2 separate regions of the Mus musculus genome follow, and region 2 is linked to region 1. A link is a contact called in public Hi-C data. All regions are on one chromosome and are shown on one strand. The core of a region is the stretch at or near the end of the contact, and the rest is flanking DNA. Distances in the headings are between cores, read along the strand shown. Region 1 overlaps Tox (thymocyte selection-associated high mobility group box). Region 2 overlaps Gm33752 (a long non-coding RNA gene).

The links. Hi-C and Micro-C count contacts between places; a contact is called where the count stands out from the background.
Region 2: a contact with region 1 is called in a Hi-C map of Th1 cells, with 5 times the contacts expected there. The contact joins two enhancer-like sites. A contact is called at or near these places in 1 of 15 datasets of contacts at CTCF or cohesin (pro-B cells), 4 of 484 Hi-C or Micro-C datasets (CD4 T cells, Th1 cells and cerebral cortex) and 3 of 115 datasets of contacts at active chromatin or transcription factors (DN3 thymocytes, T-cell acute lymphoblastic leukemia and neural progenitor cells).

What each region holds. Positions count from the first base shown.
Region 1 is chr4:6,892,827-6,897,859 of GRCm38.p6, forward strand. All of the region lies in intron 1 of Tox (thymocyte selection-associated high mobility group box), which reads right to left. Among named protein-coding and RNA genes, the nearest start is that of Tox, 95 kb to the right of the region's middle. Within about 2 kb of position 3,280, at least 9 of the 459 cell types and tissues checked have an H3K27ac peak or open chromatin away from gene starts, as enhancers often do. A contact at or near this core is called in Th1 cells, where this site is marked.
Region 2 is chr4:7,594,580-7,599,620 of GRCm38.p6, forward strand. The region is part of intron 3 of Gm33752 (a long non-coding RNA gene); the gene reads right to left. Among named protein-coding and RNA genes, the nearest start is that of 8430436N08Rik, 36 kb to the left of the region's middle. Within about 2 kb of position 3,597, at least 6 of the 459 cell types and tissues checked have an H3K27ac peak or open chromatin away from gene starts, as enhancers often do. A contact at or near this core is called in Th1 cells, where this site is marked.

The sequences.
Region 1 (5,033 bases), core at 2,030-4,529:
AGACTCTAAATAGACTAGAGTAAACCAAGAATTCTGGGCAAAGTTTGACTATGAAGTTGCACTGTTATTAGCTGTAGCTGAGGTGCTTTTCTTCTTAAAACAACTCTATGTGTTTCCAAAGCTACCATGATACAGCTTTTACTCATTTTATGTTTATTGAATTTAAATCTAACCCCATTGGTTTGTTTTATAAACTAAGATTTTTAAAATTCACATTCATTTCTGGTACTTCTTTAAAGATTTGTCTTTGTATTCATGTGTGTGTGTTTGTCACATATAAGTGCTTGCCACATATAAGTGGAGTTTTTTTTTTTTTTTAAGTGTGTCAGATCTAGGTGTAATCCTAGATAATTATGACCCATCAGACATGGATGCAGGGAAGCAAACTCAGGTCCTCTGGGAAAAAAGGAAGCATTCTTAACCACTGAGCCACCTCTTCAGTCACTGTTTTTAGCTCTTTTGGACAGGATCTTGCCATTACATCTCAGTCTGTCCTGGAACACACTTTCCACCTGCCCCAGTCTCCTGGGTGCTGAGATTACAGGAATGCACCACTGTGTCCCAATGCTCTCACTAGCTTCTTTCAGCAAATGAAAATAGCTTTAATTAGCAATGATTTCCATCTCCTTGGACTAACTCTTAAAACACTGGCTGAACTCTCTGGGCCTTCGTTTGAAAAGAGGGCTAAGCCATATCTAAATGTACAAGTTGTCTCTGCTGACTGTACTCTGAGGCCAATGTACTTGCAAAATAAAGAATCTTGACGAACCTTTTTAGGTTAGAGTTGCCATGGGATGGGATTATTAATGGGTTGGGACTAAGGAAGCACTGACAATTGCTCTGGATGTGGTTTCCTAGCAATAAAGAAGGAAACAAGGACTGGGGAGACAGCTCAGTGAGTAGAACACTTGTACAAACCTGAGGACCTGAGCTCGAATCCCAAGATCCTATGTAAAGCTCCTTACTGTAGTGTAATATGTGAATCCCTAGAAGCTCACAAGCCAGCTAGCCTGGTGATTTCAGCCACAAAGAAGAGACCTTGTCCCTATCAGAGGAGAAGGTGAGTGCCGATACCTGAGAATGCCCACTGTCATGTACACCCATGCAATGGAATACAAGCACGCTCTTATGCACACAAGCATGCACACACATGCATGTATTTGTGCATTCACATAGCATATCCACACCAGTATAAAAAGGCATGGAGACTGCAGTTTCATATTGTCTCCTGAGCCTCTGGCTGATTTATTTCACTGTTAGTGGCACAAACTTATTGAGGACTAATGTTATGTGATTTCTATAAGACAGAACCTTCTATAAAGAGACCCCACTTACATCTCCTAAAAAGTTATTGCTAGAGAAATCACTAGTTCCTTGTATTGAACTGAAGTTTCACTGGTAGCAAGATGCCACTGAAGCAAGATATGAAACAGATACAAATATGCAGAAAAAAGTAGATGAAAATCTGACTATCTGTAACTTATTTGTAATCCAGTTTTATAATAAATATGGAAAGAGAATTTGCAGGTTGTTGACTAGGAATATTGGCGTATCATAGAGGTCCCATCAGAACTATCTCATTTAAAATGATTGTCAGGGTATGTCCAAGAGCACCTAGAGCAAATCTGATCAATACCAGACAATAGGTAGCTGATCGGACCACATCAATGGAAAATCTTGGCTCTGATACTGAAAATCTGCAAGCTCAGTGATGACTTTTGTGAATAAGATATATATAGAGGAGGCACACTTAATCAAAAGATTATTGCAAACATTAAAGAAAACAATATGAATAAAATGTACAGCAAGTCTCTAATGCTTAAGAAGCATTCATAGATGTTGGCGATTACAATGGCTGTCACTATCATTCCTCATTTATTTTGCAAAGACCATCACAAAAGAATTTAAAAAGTGGACAAGATGGCCAAAGTATTTTAGGTTGGACAGCCAGTGACAACAAAATATGAAAACATTACAAGGCCATTCAGATTGAAATTTAAAATTTCACAGTGCCAGCACTGGGCTAGCTCCTACAGTAGAGTGGGGTCGGATGGGATTGTGGTCCCAGCTGTATCACCTGAACACTGCAGGAGATCATGAAATCCATTTAACCTTTCAGAGTGGAGGTCTTCACAGCCCTCTTCAATAAAACTGGGATAATAATCCATACCACAAAGCATTATCAAGAGGATCAACTATAATAATGCATTTGACAATGTTCGGTAATGAGTCAAGTGTTATTATCTGCAGTTTCTGCACCATGAGAACACATGTATAGTCCCCCTATCATCACAACTCCTATTAAAAACAAATGGAAGTTAATTGAAAAGACTGGAAGGGTCTTTGACAAAGGATCACAGTACATGTCAACTCCATTAGCCTCTCTGATATGGTTCAGGTCGCTGGTACATGTGCCCATTTGCATATTGGCCTCACCATCTGAATGGCCCAAGCAACATGAAAGGGTGTTTCTCATCCTTGCTTTGGGAAATGAGACAAAGCCAGTGAGCTAGAGAAAGAAGTTTGCCTGGATGCCGGACAAAATCAGGGACAACCATCAAGTTAATTTCAGATGTGCTATATTTTTAGAATCCCTTTCTCTTGGCTCATGAAACACCTTAGGCTTGACAATCACACATGATTTAGCTAAAGCACCTAAAGATACAGAGGGAATCTGGACCTTGTGTAACAAAACACAAGGTAATAAAAAGACTCAGGATTAGACCTGCCAACAATGTGATTTCAATCCGTCAAGAACGTTCTCTCTTGGGCGGGAAATCCTATTTATTTCTATTTCCTCTTCTAAGCACAACAAGCAGCTTTTCTGTGCGAAACCCACCCCTAAAGAAGTTGTGCTCTCCCAGAAAAGCCTACCAGCAGCACAGTGAAGCCTCATAGGGACCCCAGACCAGGCTTGCTGACACTAAAGGGCAAGCCTTAGGGAGGAGAAGAGGCAAGGAAATTTGATGTTTGCAGTTTTCATTTCTTAAGAAAACCAAAGCTTCTGTGGACAGCTGGGTTGGCAGAGCTCAGTGAACTTTTTTTGGCACCCTAAAATCTAACAACTACACGTCTTTGGTACCCTTTCCAATGTTTTCAGTTTGGGCAGTAAGGTTGCTGCCTCCATCTCTTCCAGTCTGGAGCTCCCACCAGGTCTTCAAGCTCTCCCCTTTCTTTCTGCTTCCTAACATTTCTGATGGGGAATAGCCATAAGGTCTGAGCCATGTTCTGAGTTTCCTGGCGGGTGAGTGGAGAGGCAAATGTGTCACTCTCATCAGGCTGCTGAGTGCAGTCATTTCCAGATGCCTTAGTTTCCTCCCCCTCACCTCAAGAATCTATACACACCACCTGCTATTTTCTTTCTTCTTTCATATATTACCTCTCAAGTGCAGTTTCTCCTCCCTCTCCTCCTCTAAGTCCCTTCTTCCATCTTCCCCCAGACAGGCTTCTACTTCATTTTCTCTTCAAAAAGAGAGCAGGCCTCCCAGCTATATCAACCAAACATTGCATATCAAGTTGCAATAAGATTAGGAACTTATCCTCATATCAAGGCTGATGAGGCAGCCCAATAGGAGGAAAAGGATCCAAAGATGAGACAAAGAGTTAGAGACAGTCCCACTCCCACTGTTTGTAGTTCCACAACAAAGCCAATCTATACAACTATAATACACAAGCTGTGGATCTAGGTCATATCTATACAGTCTCTGTGAGTCCTGGCTTGTTGATTCTGTGGGGCATGTTTCTGTATTGCCTACTTTTTTGCAGTCACTACACAAGTTGGGTCCTGATGAAAATTTGTTCTCCACATGATGCAGGCAAACAGTATACCCAGAGGAATTTGCTAAAGAAGAAGATCGAGCCTTGCTAACTTCAGCAGGCACGGAGTACAATTCTAGCATGCATGAAACTGACTTTTTGCTGGAACCATGCAAGGCCACTAAGTCACTGAACACTTTGTTCCTCCTTGTCACCTCCTTCCTTTCTCCTCTCAAACAGAAACAACTAAGCTCTTATCTCTTTAAAGGGTCATGATAAGCATATACAAATGACCTAGACTCCAGCCAGCATAGAGATTAGTAATGTAATGATCATGGTGCATTGAGCCAGCTACCCAGCTGGCACTTGAAGCATGCATTGGAAGGACTCAGATTCTTAGTTTAGAGAAGAAGCCAAAGAACATGAAAATAAAGGAAGGAGGCATCTCAGGATGCAGATGGTTTGGTTCTAAATTCTTAGAACATACTGTGACTGCTGGGGGGTGGGGGTGGGTGTGGGTGTGATCTGGAAAACTGGGCAGAAGACATTGTTCAGCCATCAATGTCCAGGACAACTAGACCTGTATCATTGTCTTGGCTGTGATTGGGAGATGGCAGAGCTCAAAGATTAGTTTCATTTTTAGAAAGATAAGACATACCTAGCTTTAGAACCAGAATCAGGATATTAGTTTCTCTCTGGGAATGACATTTTGGACTGGCAATCATGGTCCCCTACCTGGGAAGTGGGTTAATATTCATTCCGTAATGATACCTTTCAGTAATATAATATTGATCATGATCATAACACACTTTTCAAATAATTGTCTTCATGCGAACACCATGCTTTCTCCTTGGGTTAAAGCCATGACAGAATCTGAGTGAGGCTGAAGAGTTCACTGTCTCTCACCTCCCACGTGAAGGAAACAAACTGAGGTGAAATGCCTGTCTCTGACTTGCTCAAAAGGCTGCCAGGAGCCTCCAGGTCCCAGAAATTGGGTCCTTTCCCCATCCACATCTGTCTCTGAGGTTAAAAGCACCCCAAAATAAACTGCTCAGGAAGGACAGGTGGCAAATCATTCAAGCCCGTGGCTCTCACCAGCATATACAGCACATACACGCAACTCTACTTCTCTTGGTACTGGCAGCTCAATTAGTTACTCTTTGTCTCGTTCTCTTCCATGCAATGGCTAGCAGACCAGCGTTGCCTCAGTTCCAGAATATCCACTAGGCTTCATTGGTAGTTCACACTTTCTAGAGTACCATTTTCACTCAGCAGGA
Region 2 (5,041 bases), core at 2,347-4,846, 700 kb after region 1:
GTTTTCACTAAGATGATGATTGCAGAGCTCACTGGTTTTCTGGTTGACAATGTGTCAACCTCTTCTGAGCTGGGCATATCTGTTTTCTAAGGCTTGAGTTCATGCAATTCAGTGAAAAAGCTCTAGAAAGAAAGAAATAAAAATTTAAACAGTTTAGATTTCAAGATGCCCATCTACAAATAACCTATAACAAGTTATGACTGAAACTTGTTTGTCCCCCAAGCATCACAACACCCCAAACATAAGTCAGTTGCTTGATCCCATGGATGCTCACCTCTGTAGACATCTCATGCTTATGGTGCTGTGGTGCTGGCATTGTAGCACACTCATGATCACGTAGAGATTTAGCCTCCATAATTGAATCATAAATCCAAATGATAAGGGATGGGGCAGGACATCACTGCAAATTACTTACACAACTAACAGTAACAAAGAAGAAGCTGTGACTAGTGGCCTAAAAATAATCCAATCTACCAAAAAAATATTCCCAACTCAGATTTTCCTTAATTTTTCTCAGATGCCTGAATAATTCCAATGCCATTCTCATAACAGTGGAAAAGTTTCAGTGGAAGAAACAGTTGACATAACCTGTCAGAAATAAATATCTGAACACATGATTGCATTATGACAATGCCTCACAGGGACCTGGAATGGTTCATGGAGTATAGCAAACCAGAAACTTGAGCTTAGATTCTAAGCAAATATATGGAGAGAAATATTGAAGGAGGGGGACTTTTATCAGATCTAGAACTCTGAGAATATCTGGGGCTAAGTTTATAAAGCCACTGATTGAAACTGATAGACTTAGTGTCAAAAGATAAATATCATTGACTTCTCACTCCCCATAGGCCAACATCTGTGCAATCCCAATAACCTTCGGCCTTCTATAGATGAGACATGGTCCCTCCCATAGACTGCTTCACATCTGTACCCACTTTTCTCTAGATGGGGAGGAATATGAAGTTCAGAAGAGTAAAACAGAAAGCTGTGAGAGCCGTCTCCATGGTAATAGGTATATCAGAATACACTCAGGGTATGTAATCTTGCTCTCCATGTTTTCTCTTCGGGGGATATAATCCATTGGCCCTGTTAATCACTCTGTATTGGACTTAATCAATTTTTTAAAAAGATTAATACTACTACCATCTTCTTCAGGGTCCATTGGCCCTGTTAATCACTCTGTATTGGACTTAATCAATTTTTTAAAAAGATTAATACTACTACCATCTTCTTCAGGGTTCACAAATATATACTGTGAACCCAGTACCTGGGTTCCCAGTAGCCACTTAGTGAAAGTTAGGCATTATTATTACTTGGAAAGTCCTAGGCATTTAGAAATGCAATTTTTAAAGCTATAGCAAAGATTTTTGGCCTTATTTCTACTCTCCTGTTTAACACTAACATTATAATCTTTCCAAGTCCAGTTCTTAAGTATCTGCTACTGCTATTTTTGGCCATCTGTGATTCTTAGTAGCACCAAGTTTGGCGTTTCCAAACCACGACTAACTTCCATCACAACTCCCAGTGATCTGTTGTCTGTTTATTTGCAGAACTGGTCATAATTTAGTTCTTTCTGTATAAATTGTCTACATTAGCTCTTAAAACTCTGCAGTTGTCTACTGGGGCGCCAGCATTTGGATGGGTGTTATAACACTACATTTTCTCTTCATTACAAGTCCTAAAAATAGGGTGCAACTGACTAACGTTTTCAGCCTTCACAGCAAGATTTGGTTTGTCAGGAAATGGTGTGGGAGTAGTTCCCGTATTCACTGAAGGTGCAAAGTGCAAAACAAAAATAACTCAACAAGAGTTTAACAGCCCTTCTTTATGTACGTTATTTACAAAGGCCACAATCTGGAGTTCCAGGCACAGCCTTGGGAAGCTCAGGAGATCCTTCTGGAAGGGGGAAATATGCCAATACAGAGTGCATAAAGGGGAAAAGGGGTGAGGATAGACAAGGCTGAGTATGCTGTCTCTGCCCTCTTCATCAGTAGTGTCAACAGGACTTTAATGTTGGGCAATTTAGAACAATGCTGCAATAATGCAATTCATTAAAACACAGGAAGGCAGCTCTCCACTTTCATCTTCATTCTCTCTTGTGAGTGTCTTTGAGTTGTTTTATTTTACTTTGCAAACTAACACACATTGTATTAGTGAATCTTAATTGCCTTTGTACTTTCTGAGGCTTCATAATGCTTGGGACAAATATTTTGCAAGCATGGAACCATTTCAGGATTGTTGCTCTTCTATCCTTCAATAGAAGTTCTAAATATAGGTAGGAGAAAACCTCTCTCTTCATTAATGTGACTTCCATAGCAAATAGCAAGCACTGACGTTCGATATATTTAATCTCCCCACTCTCACAAACATATTCTTGATGTACCCAGAATTCTCAGATGAACATAATTAAATAAGTTGCTGCTATTTTGATTTGTTTATTTTTTCTACACTGCTGTTAGTCTTTCCATTACAAACATAGAAGAAAATTCTAGTATGTAGCATAACATTGGGGATAAATTCTTTATTTTCATGCCAATGAAATATTGCAATAAACACCATTCTCAAGCAAATGATTTGGCATTACTCTGCTCTATCACTGTCTGCAGTGCACTTTAGGAGTTAATAGAGTCACTCAAATGAAAGCAGAGATTTCCTGTTTTCATTTTAAGCCACGTTCTCATTAAATGTCCTCTTTTCAGTTTATAATTTGGAAAACTTTTTTGTACTTAAAAATCAGAAAGATATTGAGAGAGGGAGGGAGGGAGGGAGGGAGGGAGGGAGGGAGGGAGAGAGAGAGAGAGAGAGAGAGAGAGAGAGAGAGAGAGAGAGAGAGAGAGAGAGAGAGAGAGAAGCTATTTTTCTTTTTGTGAGAGGCAAGAGGATGATGGATTAAAGCAGATGTAGAGTGTTTGCAGTTATATAAGACTATTAGTGACTCTGCTTGTTCTGGCTTTTGTAATTTGTTCATGTCCTACTTTATATAACTCAATCCATAATGAGCCAAACATGAAATAAGTTCACACAGTATTCCACGTTTCACATTGTCAGCATATTTTTAAAGTGTAGAACAAACACAAGAGACATCATCATTCGTGAATAGAAAAAAGAGCATTTTCACATCCCAGAGACTGATAAGAAGCACAAGGTTAAGGAGATTAAAAACAAAACAACAACAGTGAACAGATGTGTTTGTTGTTGCGGACAGAGGAGCTTATCCATTTACTTCAATTAACAACTAGAGTGAGCACATCAATACTCAAGCTTGTCTGATGCCTTGATATTTTTTTTTTCCAATTTGACAGGTAATAGTGGGGCTGGGAAAATGTCACAACAATTTAGTGCTGCCTCACTGACCTTAACCAGTTCAGTGACAACATGGATGCATTTTGCAGCGAATCCTTATGATTCATGATAATGTTCTTTCTGTCTGCTCCTATGATGGGTTTAAAACTCAGTGGCAATTAATGGTTTAAAATCAAGTCCTCCCATGGGTTGTTCATTTGGGTGCTAAGCAAAATCAAGTTCAAATATGCATGAGCAGTGTGAAAATGTGGAAACTTTCTTTAGGACCATGTCTTTTCACTTTGAGTCATAAATGAAACCAACTCTGTTTGACAAAGGAAGACTATTGTGTCAAACAGCCAAGCTGCTAACCACCCCTGTGCTCTAAAACATCTTGTCAAAATTTAAGCAGATTATGTCACAGAAATTTAAGTATATGTAAAAAGCTCATGATTTCTCCTTATGAGAGTAAATTATCCCTTCAGCAAAACTGACAGTGGTACCCACGTACAATAGCATCTGCAAGCCACATCAGTGCCAGCTGATCCAATAAATAAATGCTTTTCTTCTAACAGGAAAGCTTAACTAACAATAACATGAAACAAGAGAAGAGAATTGGCATTTTTAAGAGAAAAATAAGGTTCCATTTGTATAATTCTAAGAGTTAGTTCAGGAATCTGTCTAGGAGGCTCCATGAGAGTATCACAGAACTCAGACAAAGCTGAGTCCATGCACAAATTTTTCTCTTCATCAAGGGAGTATCTGGCCACCTGTGCATCTTCACAGCTTCCAGAAACACCTTTTTACATATGAGGAGTGCATCTGAGGTTTTCTAGGGAGCAGCACACTTCGAGGATGCTAGCAGCCAAGCTAACAGAATGTCTCTAAGACAAGGTGCATTAACTATAAGGTTGGTGGGAAATGTTCCTTAGGTCACCCCAAAGCTAGTCTCATCATTGTGCTCACCTCAATTGGCTCAACATACTCTCAAATCTGTGAAGTCTTGTTGGATACCCTATTATGCTCGAAATGTGTCATGTGTTCTCACATCTGTATTGCCACTGTATCTATTCATAATGATTACTTTTGTTTCTGAAATCACAGGCAAGGTTTACAGACCTGGGTTTTTTGTATTTGTCTTTGAATCATTTGATTTAAAAAACTATATTGTCTCTACTACTACATAAATACTTCATATGCATTTGAATTGCATTGATTGTAGATGCCATATCGAAATCCTTAGGGCAATTCTGTCATGGAGGAGCTAAAATTTAGTTATAAAGAGACAAGACAAAGTAGAATAAACAACCATTATGCATTATGCTGTACCTTGCCCCCATGGCAGGAAAATTATAATATAGTAATTACAGTGTGGAAGTCCTAAACCCAGGCCCTTAGGGTGCATCTTTCTTTGGAAAAAGTGCCTTTACAAATGGAGTCAAGTGAAAAGAAGGTCACTAATGTAGGCATAATCTAATGTGAGCAACATCCTTAAAAAGGAGAAAATTTGAACAGACATGTGTAGAGGGAGGGTTAAAATCATTAAGCAATGGGCTGTCTCTAAGCAGAGGAGAAAAGCCTGGAAAAGGTTCCTCACTGCCTCCTCAAAAGGAAATAACTCAGGGCAGCTGTGTTGCAGATTTCAAGTTTCCAGGATTGTGAGGAAAGATATTTTCTTGGTCTAAGCCAACAGATTTGTGATGTTTTGTAGTCATAGCCCTAAAAGTAGAAGACAATCTTCTGAGTTCATCTTCTTACT